Linked DNA regions of Anas platyrhynchos: region 1 is linked to region 2. A link is a contact called in public Hi-C data. All regions are on one chromosome and are shown on one strand. Each heading gives the region's core, a stretch centred on a gene start, on an enhancer-like site or on the middle of the called end of the contact. The rest is flanking DNA. Distances are from core to core; before and after follow the strand shown. Region 1 holds the start of RNF130 (ring finger protein 130). Region 2 holds the start of MAML1 (mastermind like transcriptional coactivator 1).

What was found. Hi-C and Micro-C count contacts between places; a contact is called where the count stands out from the background.
Region 1: a contact with region 2 is called in a Hi-C map of skeletal muscle, with 2.6 times the contacts expected there. The contact joins the promoter of RNF130 here to the promoter of MAML1 in region 2. A contact is called at or near these places in 3 of 8 Hi-C or Micro-C datasets (liver, skeletal muscle and subcutaneous adipose tissue).

What each region holds. Positions count from the first base shown.
Region 1 is chr14:5,620,565-5,623,264 of IASCAAS_PekinDuck_T2T, forward strand. It overlaps RNF130 (ring finger protein 130), which reads right to left and starts at 1,261. Exons shown (of 9, transcript XM_027468578.3): 1 at 865-1,261; 2 at 520-784. The coding sequence starts at 951. It overlaps FLT4 (fms related receptor tyrosine kinase 4), which reads right to left. Exons shown (of 30, transcript XM_072023398.1): 30 at 1,022-2,700.
Region 2 is chr14:5,454,180-5,456,879 of IASCAAS_PekinDuck_T2T, forward strand. It overlaps MAML1 (mastermind like transcriptional coactivator 1), which reads left to right and starts at 1,252. Exons shown (of 5, transcript XM_072023554.1): 1 at 1,252-2,034. The coding sequence starts at 1,648.

The sequences.
Region 1 (2,700 bases), core at 11-2,510, 170 kb after region 2:
TAGCGGGGACCCCAGCAGAGGCAGTGACCCCCGGGCAGCATCAGGGACCCCCGACAGGAGCAATGGGGACCCCTGAGCAGCATCATGGACCCCTGGAAGAAGTAGAAGGGACCCCTAGCCGAGCAGGGACCCCTGGGCAGCATTGGGGACCCCAGACAGGAGCAATGGGAGCCCCCAGCAGCATCAGGAACCCCAGACAGGCGCAGCGGGGACCCCTGAGCACCATCAGAGACCCCTGACAAGTGCAGTGGGGATCCCCAGCGGAGGCAGAGACCCCCAAGCAGCATCAGGGACCCCTGACAAGTACAGCGGGGACCCCCAGCAGCAATAGGGACCCTCGATAGGAGCAGCGAGGACCCCCAGCACCACCGGAGACCCCTGATAAGCACAGTGGGGACCCCCAGCAGCACTGGGGACCCCTGCCAAGTACAGGGGGGACCCCCATGACCACCGGGGACCCCCAGCATCAGCATGAACCCCCCACCATCTCTCCCCCCCCCCTTCTCCTCAGCCCATTACCTCCGTTGATGGGCACGGGAGCCACCAGCAGGCCCTTGACCTCCACCTTGGGGGAATCCTGCCCGTAGCGGCCTCGGTCGATGCGGAGCAGCGTGGGGCCGCCCCGCTCGGGGCTCAGCACCGTCACGTTGATGAGGGCGGTGTAATAAGCCTGGCTGGCGTTATCGGCTCCGGCCGGCCACAGCCAGCAGTGCCACAGCAGCAGCAGCAGCACCGAGGAGCCGCCGGGCGGGGGCCGCCGGCCCCGCCGCGGCTTCATCATCGCCTCAGGGGGAACCCAAGCGGCCCTCACGGCTGGCTCGGGGCCGGGCCCCCCGCTCCTGTAGGGCACGGGGGGGGGGGAACGAGGCGCCTTAGCCCATCTGCCGGCCCGGGGAGGGAGCCGGAGCGAAAGCAGGCGGCGGGAGGGGGGGGAGGAGAGCGCGGGCTCATGCCATGGGAGGAGCCAGGGAGGTGGCGGCGGGTCCCGCAGCGCTGAGGGGATATTTGGGGGCTGTTTGGGGGGGAGGGGGGGGTTAGGGGCGAGCCCCGCTCCGCCGGCCCCGCAGCTCAGGGCGCCGCGCTCATGCCTCCGCCACCGGGGATGAAGAGGAGGAGGAGAAGGAGGCGGCTTTCAGCAGGCAGGGTCTCGGGTGAGTGAGGCGGGCGGCTCGCCCCGCTGCTGGCCCCGCGGCTGCCGCCCCATTGCCCGGCCCCGCTCCGCTCCGCGCCCGCCCCGCTCCGTGCCCGGCGCCCCGACTGCAGCCCGGCACCGGCCGCACTGCGCACGCGCGCTACGCCCCGCCCGGCGCCACGAGGGCGAGGGGAGGGGCGTGTGGAAGCCACGCCCCCTCCCTGTCTCAGATGGAGGGTGGGTGGGGCTACGGGCGGGGTGACGTCACGCGGGCTCTGAGGGGCTGTGGGGGCTGCCCCCGGCTCCTCAGCGCCGCTGCCCGGCCTCGGAGCGGTCGAAAATAAGCACGGGGAGGGTTAAAAGCACGCGTGGGTGGGAGGGGGAGATGGAGGTGGGAAGGGCTGTGGGCAGCTCGGCCCCTTGCCCAGCACGGGGTTTGTTTTTTGCTGTGCTGAAATGGGGAGGCCGCACCAGCACTGAAATGTGAATAAACGCAAATCACGTGAAACGCTGAAAAGCAGGACCTGAGGAATCGATCTCTCATTTACAAAGGCTTTGAGCCTCTTCATGACCAGAAAAGTAGTGAAATAGCGTGATGGCCTGCTCTGCGTTTGAAAGGCAAATTATCTGGGTATTTATGGCAAGGAAAAGTACCGCAGGGTTGTGGGTTTGGGTATTTTGTAAATTTCCAAACGAGTAACTGTGCTGTGCTGCTGTTCTTCTGAGATACTGTCTCCCTGGTGACTTCCCCAGCTGCTCTGCGAGGCCCTCTGATAAGCATTGTGCTTAACCTAAGCATCTTCGCAAACTGTTCTCTGGGAAGGTTTTGCGGTTTATCCACTCGTGATGCACCTAGTCACGTGTATGTATGATAACACACTAAAAGCACATTCTATATATCACATTTAGCTGCAATTGTGGGTCTAAGCCTTCCCTCAGAGAGCCCCATGTCGTTCCCAAGGAAGGCAGGAGGCTTTGCAAGCCCGTCTCTGAGCAGAGGGGAGCCGCGGGGTCTGCTAAAGGCACGCAGCTTGTGGCGCTGAGATGCTGTCTATGAAAAGCTCCACAGAAATGTCAATACAATCCAGGAAATGTTTCTGAAGCATCAGCTGAATGTTCTGTTTCTGCTTTTTTTTTTTTTTTCCTCTCTCTTTTTTTTTTTTTTCCTCATTCTTGGTTAATGCTGGATGAGGAATCAAAGGCCAGTAAGACCCCTCAACACTTCACCAAGCCTTTCACCCCCAGATGCAAGAGTCAGGACAAACTGATACTGCTCCATGCAGACCACGGTCCCAAGCCGCCATTCCTGCAGAGCAGACAGTAGTTTGATTTTTCAGCACTACGAGCTCAACATCCAACCTCCCCACTTCCCTTTTCTAATCACAAGAAAGGGCTGCTTTGCATTCTGCTTTGTCCCGTTTTGTGCAGTCTGTTTCTGCCCCACGCAACCTGCACGGCCATAAGTGCTTCTCAGTGCCTGCCCACAGCCCGGCCAAAGCCCTCCAGACGGACACAGCTTCCCTTGGCTCTGTCTGTGGTGGCTGCCGCAGGGACACGTCCCCTGCTGT
Region 2 (2,700 bases), core at 2-2,501:
AATTGCCTTAAATTCCTGAACAATTCATGTGCATACATGTTCTTTCCAAGCATCAAAAAGGAACTTAAGATCAGCTATCAGCTTCTAACTAGCACTATATTACGGTGAAATGTAAATCTACATTTGCTTCTGCTAAATCTCCTTAAGAGGTCTCCTGTCTGCATGTTACGGCTTTTTTTTTTTTGATACCATAGTGTATGCTTAAATAATCACTACAATAAATTATGACTTTCCAAAATGGATAGACAACTCAAAAGTTACTTCTTATCTTGCCTTCTCACTTGGGTGGCTCAGTTTAACTTCAGAATTGCTTTTAAAGCCTTGAAGGAAAGAAAATTGTCTGTTTATCCTGACTTAAATGCAAGTACAGCTGTGTTCTCCTTGTAGTGTAGCTCTGCCTGGTGGTGATCCGTCGACTAGGATTGAAATTGGTTCAAATATGTGAAGGTACGCTTGGGTTGGGTGTCTGTGAGCAACTTCAGTGAGAGATGCCAATTTAAGGGGGGGGTGAAGGAGGGTGAGGTGAGGTGCTTCAGCTAAATGGGGGGGGCTGGAAGAGTAGAAGAGGCTGAAGTTTGTTTCTTTTCTCCCAGCAGTTGATCAGGCTGCAGGTAACCTGCTGTAGAAGTGTTATTATGTGGGAGCTGTAACTCGTAATTCACAATAATTCATCAGGGACTACTGAAAGGTACTGAGGTTGTCTGATTTAGGGCTGGTTCCTGGTACCAGGTGGGGTTAGAGGGAAGTGCTGAGGGCTGCCAGAGCTCATCCTCGGCCTCTCCCTCCCTGCCTGTCCCTATAGGAGCGGGGCTGGGACTCTCCCTGTGCCTCCTGTCAGAGCTGCGCCTTTCCTGGGCTTATTTATTTGTGGCCGCACTGCGCCTTTCCAACTACTTGCGGCTGCACTGTGCACTTACACACGAAGAGCATGTTTAAAAAATTATATATATAATAAAAAATTAACCCGATTTTGCCTTCCGTTGTCTAATTAATGCCCTCCGGGGGCGGGCAGCTCGCCCCGAGCCCTCACCTCAGGGGCCCCTCAGGAGCCGCCCCGCGGGGCGGGCAGCCCGGAGCCCCGCCCACCTGTCAATCACCCCGAAAGCCCCGCCCCTTTCATCAGTCTCCTCCCCTCTCCCTGCCTTTTAAACCCTCAGCCGGCCGCTCTCCCCCCACCCCTTCCCTCCCCTCTCCCTATTGGCCGCTCGCCCTGTCCATCACTCCGCGGGGCCGCGTGACGTCCCCCCGCCACCCAGGAAGCCCCGCCTCCTGCTCCTCCGCTCGGCTCTGGAGGGGGAAAAAAACAATTTCAAGATGGCGGCGGCGGCGCGGCTAACAATGGGGGCTCGGGGCTCGCCGCCCGCCCGCGCCTGAGAGCGGCGCCCGCCGGGCAGCGCCGGGCCGGGAGCGGAGGGAGCCGAGCGAGCTCCGGCCGGAGGAGCAGCGGGGGCAGGGCTGAGGGAGAAGGGAGCGAGCGGAGCGGCTGCGGGGCAGAAGGAGGAAGTGGGGCGGGGGGGGGGAGCCGGAGGGGCGCCGAGGAAGAGGAGGAGGAGGAGGAGGAGAGGGGGGAGGAAGGGCGGCTGAGGGGCAGCCCCGCTATGGCGAGGAGCCGCTGAGCGGCGGCCGCTCTCCTCCCCCTCCCGGCCCATGGTGCTGCCGCCCTGCCCCATGGCGGAGTTCGTGGTGCCGCGGCACAGCGCGGTGATGGAGCGGCTCCGGCGCCGCATCGAGCTCTGCCGGCGGCACCACAGCGCCTGCGAGTCCCGCTACCAGGCCGTGTCCCCGGAGCGCCTGGAGCTGGAGCGCCAGCAGACCTTCGCCCTGCACCAGCGCTGCCTGCAGGCCAAGGCCAAGCGGGCCGGCAAGCACCGGCAGCCGCCCCCGGCCCCGCCGCCGCCCGCTCCCCCCCCGCCGCCGCTGCCTCAGCCGCCTCCTCCCGCCGCGGGGGGCAGCGCCGACAGGAGCGGGGCCAACGGGCTGGACGCTGAGGGGGCGAGCGGGGAGCAGCACGGCCGCAGCAGCACGCTGATCGCGGTAAGGGGACCATAGGGGATCGGGGGGGACCGGGGAGGACCGGGGGGTGGGTGCCCGGCCGGCAGCGAGCCCCCCTCTGGGAGCTGCCGGTGGCTGTGGTGCCGCTTGATTCCCTGCTGGAAGGGTGCTCAGAGGAGCTGCTGGGGGGAAAAGAGGGTTAAGGGATTGCCTGTTGGTCCCTACAGGCAGTGGTTGTGGTCCTTCTTGGGGCTGCGCGGCTCGGTGAGGTGTATGGTGAGGGGTTTCACCCAAAATGGCCCTGCGGAGTCTGTCAGGGGTGCCTTGGTGCTGAGGAGGCTTCGGGGGGTGTTTTTTGTCGGCTTGTGCCTTCGTATGCTCTGTCAGGGTTGAATCCGGTCGCTCGTTAAGGGTGCTTGATACGGGTACGCTTATTACCGTGGATAAATTGAAAAATAAAGAGTTTTGCTGCATCTTGGAAGGAGCTCCAGTTGAAGTCGGAAGGCAGCTGCTTATTTGCTGCTCGCTGCAGTGGGTGTGAACGCGATGGGAATCCCACTCCACCCAGCAAAAAACTGGCTTAGCTCAAAATCTGAATGTTTCTCTGGCCTCTCTAGCATTTCTGGTTGTCGGGACATATTCATGCAGCCACGTTTGTATATCAAGATAGCTGTTGCTTAACTTATTCTGAACCCTTCAAACGTCCTG